2 separate regions of the Mus musculus genome follow, and region 2 is linked to region 1. A link is a contact called in public promoter capture Hi-C data. All regions are on one chromosome and are shown on one strand. The core of a region is the stretch at or near the end of the contact, and the rest is flanking DNA. Distances in the headings are between cores, read along the strand shown. Region 1 holds the start of Serpind1 (serine (or cysteine) peptidase inhibitor, clade D, member 1). Region 2 holds the start of Smpd4 (sphingomyelin phosphodiesterase 4).

Evidence for each region. Capture Hi-C pulls out chosen DNA fragments and counts their contacts.
Region 2: a contact with region 1 is called in a promoter capture Hi-C map of liver. The contact joins the promoter of Smpd4 here to the promoter of Serpind1 in region 1. A contact is called at or near these places in 3 of 39 promoter capture datasets (3T3-L1-derived adipocytes, cranial neural crest and hippocampal neurons), 1 of 115 datasets of contacts at active chromatin or transcription factors (bone marrow-derived macrophages) and 3 of 9 other capture datasets (adipose tissue, liver and pancreatic islet).

The regions. Positions count from the first base shown.
Region 1 is chr16:17,329,244-17,333,014 of GRCm38.p6, reverse strand. Serpind1 (serine (or cysteine) peptidase inhibitor, clade D, member 1) reads right to left here and starts at 1,644. Exons shown (of 5, transcript NM_008223.4): 1 at 1,568-1,644. All of the region lies in intron 19 of Pi4ka (phosphatidylinositol 4-kinase alpha), which reads left to right.
Region 2 is chr16:17,617,589-17,621,359 of GRCm38.p6, reverse strand. It overlaps Smpd4 (sphingomyelin phosphodiesterase 4), which reads right to left and starts at 2,006. Exons shown (of 19, transcript NM_001164610.1): 1 at 1,926-2,006.

The DNA of each region.
Region 1 (3,771 bases), core at 395-2,894:
TCAGGTCCCAGCCCTCCAGGTGGGTGGCTCAGCCATCTGTAACTCCAGCTGCAAGGAGTTTTGTACCCTTCTGGCAGTCTGCACAATGTGGTGCATACTTGAACAGACAAGTGCATATGCACAAATAAAAAAACTTAATGGAAGCCTTTTTATGATTACAGTTAAAAATTTCCTTGGCTAAAACAGTAGTTACAATAATGTTAAAGAACAAAAGAAAAGCCAACTTGAATTAATGTAGGTTCAAGGAGACTAGTCTGAGCCCAAATAGAAAAGATGTTCTTCATCTTATCCTGGAACTCAGAACACATTCTGGTTTGGTTAGGTTGGGTTGGGTTGGGTTGGTTCTGAAGGGTAAGCATCATATACCCTGTTCCTGAAGGTATGTCCAAAAGCCATAAGCCATAATTTTCATTATTCTCTTCTTAGAGAAAGGAAAAAATGTAGTTATTTTATGCATTGAAAATTAACGATCTGACAGATAAATCTTTCTATATTGCTCATCAGTTTCATTAAAAAAAAATTAAGGCATTTAAAAATACCTGTAAGTTGTGTATGCGTTCAAATTGCTGTCTTTGAATTAAAGTGCTATAATTTTAAGATATTCATCAAAATTTTGTTTTCATGGGAACATCATATAGTGTATTCTTGAGAGTTGCATGGATTGGAGTTGGCCTTTTTGTATATGTGTCATAAAGAACACCATTTCCTACTGTGATCTCTCCAGATCCAAACAGAACAAGCAAGAAGGGAAACCTTTTTATGTTAAAATAACTTCAAACTTACAGAAGAATTGAAAGAATAGAGTAGCAGAGCAGCCACTGTGTTCCCTTTACTGTTGTGTGCGTGTGTGGTGTGATGTGGTGTGTGTGTGTCACGGTGTGGTATGTGTGTGTGTGGTGTGTGTATGTGTGTGGTGTGGTGTGGTGTGTGTGTGTGGTATGGTATGTGGTGTGGTATGATATGTGTGTGGTGTGGTGTGGTATGGTGTGGTATATGTGTGGGGTGTGTTGGTGTGTGTGTCGTGTGGTATGGTGTATGTGCGTGTGTATGTGTGGTGTGTGTGTATGATGTGATGTGGTGCACATGGGGGGGTACATGTATATGTATCAACATATGTACACGTTTTCTGGGCATTTTGAGGTTAGATCTCTTACATTCCTCTAACCTTTAATAGTAATGCTTAGGTGGAAACTTCCTCTAGAACAAGAATATTCTCATTCTTAATCACTAGACAATTATCTAATTTGAAAAGAAATTGATTTTGTGCCCTAGGGTGATAGATACCCAGGGGCTACAAGTGCTGGAATTTCAATCTTGTGCTGCCATGCCCAGTTTCCAGTATAAAGTATCAAAGGTATAATAATCTTGTCTCTTAAAATTCAAATTCCATTTTTGTCAGTTGTACCAATATTAATATTAAACTAAACATTAAACTAAATTTTAAAGAATATTAAACTAAATTTTAAAAATAACATATTCTTTTCTCAATAAAGGAACCAATTGTTTAGCTCTAAGCATTAAAAATAAAAATTTATAATTGGCAAAAAATGTTAGAAACCAAACTTACCTCTGTACCTCTGAGCAGTGGTGTGGCAGAGATGAGACCAGAGAAGGTCAGCAGCAGGTTTCAATGTGAACTTTGGTGCTGGGCTGTTGTGTGTTTTCCAAAGCAAATATGTCCTAACTCAAACACCACTCAAGTAGCTTTGTCAGCAGAACCCTTTCAGCTCACTTTGATCACTTAGGGACAAGCTACTTCCAAACTACAGTTCTGTGTGGCTGCTGTGTGGCTGTTGAGTGTTCCTATCTGTGTCAGCACGTCTGCACCATCTTGTTCAGCACATCTCGCTGAAGTTATGCATACCTGAGGCACTGTTCAGTGTCCTGGGAGCCATGTCTTCCCCTGCTGGGTCTCCGTCTGTGTGAAGGCTGCTACACAATAGATGGAGTTACCTTAAGTTCACGGGAAGCTTTTTCCTCACTGAAAGGGGAAGGGGAAAGTTAAGGTTGGTGACTTAGGAAATGCATAAATTGGTGTAGACCTTTGGAGTTGTTTGTTTGTTTGTTTGTTTTCAAGACGGGTTTCTCAGTGTAGCCCTGGCTGTCACTATGTAGACCAGACTGGCTTTGAACTCACAAGAGATCTGCCTGTCTCTGCCTCCTGAGTGTTGAAATTGAAGGCATGTACCACTATGTCTTGCCCTCAAAAACTTTTAAAATGTTGTTTTTACTGTCATTCCTCAGCATATAGTTACCAAATTAATATATCTTTGGATTATATTGTACTAAGTTGTATCTGTGTGAGAGTGTATATATGTGTCTTTGTGCGTGTGTGTGTCTGAAAGAGAATGTGTGTGTGAGAGAGTGTGTGTGTGTTTGTATGAGAGAGTGTGTGTGCATGTATGTGTGTATAAGTGAGAGAGAGGGAGGGAGAGAATGTGTGTGTGTGTGTGTGTGTGTGTGTGTGTGTGTGTGTGTGTGTGTGTGTGTGTTAACTCCACATACATCTCTACCAGGAGCAGCATCGAGTTGCTCAGAGAGACTCTCCAGTCTATTAGGGACTGCTTTGCAGCTTCAGCCCTAGCAGGCTCTGAGCCCTTGGTACTTAAATGCTGTTTCTCTTTGGTGCATCTTCCTTGCAGAGCAGTATGTGGGTGTCACTTGGATGTCACTTTTCTGTCTTAGGAAACCATATTGAGCACCTTGACTGAAACTATAGTTAGCATTCTCTCCTGTAAAGAAAAAATGCTGGATGTGGTATGTTAGGTACTTTTGCTGTGGTATGTTACAGGAGAAAGGGTTAATAGGACTTAAGTTTGCAGAGGGTTAGAGTCTGTGATGGTAGAGTGAAGGCATGACCACAGGAACTTCAAGAGTTCACATGAACTACAAGCAGGAGGCAAGGGCACACTGGGAGTGGGCCAAGTCTTTTGAAATGTCAAACACCACCCAAAATACACACCTCCTAGTCCTTGACAAACAGTTCCACAGCTAGGGACCAAGTTTTCACACATATGAGCCTCTTATTCAGACACCACAGATGACTCAAACTACTGCTCTGGCAGAGTACTCAGGCTCAATTCCCAGTACCATATCAAGTGACTCATGACTGCTTGAAATTCCAACTTGAGGGGCTCTGCTACCTCTGGCCTTCAAGAGCACCTGCACTCAAATGCAGAAATGCTCACACATGCACATAATTTTAAAAATAGAATTTAAAAAATAATTTTTAAAATATGCTTGTTATGTAAGGGAGCTGTAAAACTGAACTCAGAATAGTGACCAACACACAGTAAATGCCCAGAAATGTTACCCATTCTCAGTTACTGAACCTGTGTGTACACGTTCACAGAGAAAACCAGGGAGGAGGCAGGAGGCACAGCTCCATTTTGTGCTTCTTTCTATTGCTGTGATAAACATCATGGCCAAAACAATAGAAAGAGGAATTTATCTGAATTTACAGTACAGTAGGGATAAGATCTACTCATGGCAGGAAGCAACAGCTGTGGCTGGAGTTGTTGAGAATTCACATCTTGAACTACAAACAGAAAACAGACCAAACTCAAAATGGCAGTTTTTTAAACTCTCAAAGCCTGCCTCCAGTATCATCACTCCTCCAGCAAGACCACTCCACCTCACCAAACACTGCCATCACCGAGGGTAGGGAGGCACAGAAAAGGACACCCGTCCCACTCAAAAGTATGTAACTGACTTCTTGGCTAGAATTGGGTTGAATTGAAATTTTTTTGTTTGTTTTTGTTTTATATTGGA
Region 2 (3,771 bases), core at 757-3,256, 290 kb before region 1:
CAAATTACATCACATATTCCTTTGATTTTTAAAATGCAAACTCATACAGATCACAGTAGCCAGCTTCAGAACTAGCTTTGTGGTGGCAACTCCTTGATAATGCTTCTATAGCACTTGTTAGATGCCAGGATGACACTAAGAGCTTTTCATTTATTTCCTTACCTAATCACCAGCAACAGGCAGAATTCCTGACTAACCCCCAAGACTCTTCTTGCTTGTCAATTCAATCAAACACTCATCTAAGTGCTATTCTAAAGAGACTTTAAAAGAACCAACTACAGTACAATGTCAGTGGACTTTAAGACATAGAGCATAGCTTAGCAAGAATTCAAGACCTCAAAGAAACTGGATTCTGGCAGCATCTTGAATAAGCCTGGAATCATATTCTTCCCTAGAGCCTGAAGATTAAAGCAAGTCTTGATCTGGACCTTCTAATACCCTAGTGCCTGCCTGAACTGGTCACTATGTGACTATGGGAAAACAAACACAAAGGGGGCTAGGTAAAGCACCACTAGGAAATACATCTTCACAGCCCACAAGGCTGATGCAAATCAGGAAACAAGGGTAAAAAACAGCAAAAGACTTCTCAGCACCCACCTAGCAATCAGCAGAGCCAAGAGTCTAGCAAACTCCTTACAAATCTCGTGTCTGTAAGAGAAGGGTGAAGCAAGTAATGTGTGCTTCTTGCGACAAATGAAGAAGTTCTATGAAGGAAGAATTTGAACTCACCACCAAAAATTAGGCATAGCCCTGCAGCTTCCTACCTCCCAGTGCCTATGGTAAGAAACACAAAACAATCAAGAGCTGGAAAGAGCAGAGAGCCTACTGTGTGCCACCGATGGACTAGTGATAGCTTTTCTGTCTCAGCCCTGCTCACTACAGGAGAAAAGGTGCTAAGCTGGCAATGCCAGTCTGCAAGGAGAGAAGCCAGACAGTAGGAGTTTAAGGCAGTTGTGGTTTTGAAAGACCACCAATCTTTGCCATGTGGCAAGAGAAACAATTCTTAGGTTTTGGGTTTTGTTTTGTTTTTTTTTTTCCAATTCTTAATTCAGTCTCAGTGTTAAGGAAAACTGAAAATGTTTCAGTCCTGACCTACATTGCAAACTACCATGAAATGATCAGGGCAGCATAAAATTGTGGACTACTCGATAAGGGCAGAGATCTAAAGGAGACAAGAAGTCAACTCTCTCCTCAGAAGAAGCAGACAGTTGAAAAATCAGAGATGTCTAACGAAGGTCTTTCCACGATTCCACGAATAGGGCAACGACACTGATACTCTTGCTTTTAGGCCCTGTCACCCACGCCCGAAGCCAGCGTGCATGCAGTGCCGAAGGCCTTTGCTTCGGTCGACCCCTCAAAGTCCACTTTCTTCAAGAACTGCTTGCGACTGTTTTTGAGGTTTCTAATGACTACGAACTCCAGCCAAGCTTAGCGCGCCACTGTCAAGAACTCCCTCGGCTGACTCTGAGAAGCTGCGGCGTGCCCTCATTTGTTGATCACAACTTCCTATACCTCCAAAGTTTCGAGACTACCCTATTACATTACAGAGGAGGAAACTGAGGCTCGGGAAAGTCGCAAGGTAGAACCTAAACCCACAACGAGTTCTACTACCAAACATCGCTAGCTGAGCCCAAGGTTCAACTTTCCCTCCAAGTCCCCCTCCCTCAACTCTCACATCGAGCGTTCATCCACCCCCTACCCGGACCGTCTGCGAGGACCACGCAGGAAGGCGGCAGAAAGCCATGACCCTGGAGAGCGGCGTGAGGTTGCAGCCGGGCCCTGGGCTCCCGGCCGGCCCCGTACAGGCCGAGCTGTCGGGAGGCCCAAGTCCCCCACAGCTCGAGGAGGAACGGAGCCAGCCTCGGCGGGGACCCGAGAAAACCGCACGGTGCTGGGCTGCCTCGCGCGCGGCTCCCGCCACTCACCTGCCGTGCTGATAGCACAAATCTCGAGCTTCTCAGAGAAGGGAGCCGCCATTCGGACACTCGGCGCCTAATGTCGTCATCAAGCTGCGCCGGGTGCCACGCCCCCTTAGTTTGGCGGGAATCCGAGAGGATCAAAGTAAGGTCTGAAATACAGAAGACAACAGGAATACGCGTCTAGAAAAATAGATATAGGCAAGACTTTTCAACACTGTACTTCACTGACACAGAAATAGCCTGGAGAATTAAAATGGGACTACATGAAATGAAAAGTTTCTAGAAAGAGGTTGTTGCCCTGGTGACACACGCTTTTAATCCATGCGTTCTGGAGGCAGAGGCAGGCAGATCTCTTGAGTTCAAAGCCAGAGGTTCAAGATAGCCAGGATTACACAGAGAAACCCTGTCTTGAAAAGACAAACAATCAAGCAATCAATAATTGAAACTTCTTTGAAAGAATTCTTCCTGGTTAAGAACCAACAAATATACAAGTACACAAATAACACCCCCACCCCCAATAAACCAGGTGTTGGTGGCAGCACACGCCTTTAATCCCATCACTAGGGAGGCAGAGGCAGGCAGGCAGATCTCTGTGATTCTGAGGCCAGCTTGGTCTTCAGGGTGAGTTCTAGGACAATCAGGGCTACATAAACCCTGTCTCGAAAACAAAACAAAAATCCTCATACTTCTTAAGCTAATAAAAATTTTAAAAGTTGTTTTTTTAGAGCCCTTAAAGAGTGCTTCAAGGAAGAAACCTGCACAAAATAGATAAGTACATGCAATCCTAAATACCCATCATCCAACAGGATTTACCAAGTACCCAGCATATGCCAGGCACGGTTCTGGGTGCTGCTACCTAAATCCGTCTATCAGGGATCTGATCGTCAGGCAGCGGACAGCTTTCCACCACACCATTCCCATGGCTAACATACTGCCCTATTCACATTAAGCACTCAGAACAAGTCAAGCAAGTATGTAAAAACCTCTCGGGATGCTTGCCCTGGGTTGTTGGAGCCGCTACAGACTGGGAGCTGCAGGGCCTGGCAAGGAAAGAGGTGGCCAGTAGCTGGCGCTGTGGAGGCTCCTCACCTGCTAGACTGCAGCGAATTCTGCAGGGTGGAAGGGAATTGGGGTGGGGAGTGGTGGTCAGGGGAAGAGGCGGGAGAGGGAAGTGGAGGAGGTACGCGGGCCCAACACTCACCTTTTTCAGGGTGCTCGACTGACAGAGGCTAGACTCAGGGCTTTCACAGGTCTGGGGGAGGCCACGCTGCAAAAGCTGGGCATGAAGGGAAAAAGGTGCTGAGCACCAAGGAGATGGGCTGCATGGACTTGGGCAGGTTGCAAGTCCCTGCAGACACGCCTGCTTTGGAACTCTTCCAAATCTCATCTGCTACTCTGAAAAAGCCCCACCACAGCACGATACATACTCTGTCCATGTTCTCTCTCTCTCTCTCTCTCTCTCTCTCTCTCTCTCTCTCTTCCTCTCTTGTCCCAAATATTTATATTTATTTTTCTGTTCCCATACCTTTCCTTTTCTTTTTCTTTTTTGTTTTTTCGAGACAGGGTTTCTCTGTGTAGCCCTGGCTGTCCTGGAACTCACTCTGTAGACCAGGCTGGCCTCGAAGTCAGAAATCTGCCTGCCTCTGCCTCCCGAGTACTGGGATTAAAGGCATGTGCCACCACCACCCAGCTCCCCACTTTATTTTTGTTGTTGTTGTTTTGTTTTGGTGTTGTTGTTTTATGGGTTTTGTTTTGTTTCTTTTCTGGAACTCACTATGTAGACCAGGCAGGCTTCAAACTCTGCCTTCAGGGTGATGGGATTAAAGGCTAGGTTTTCAGGACCATGACCCAG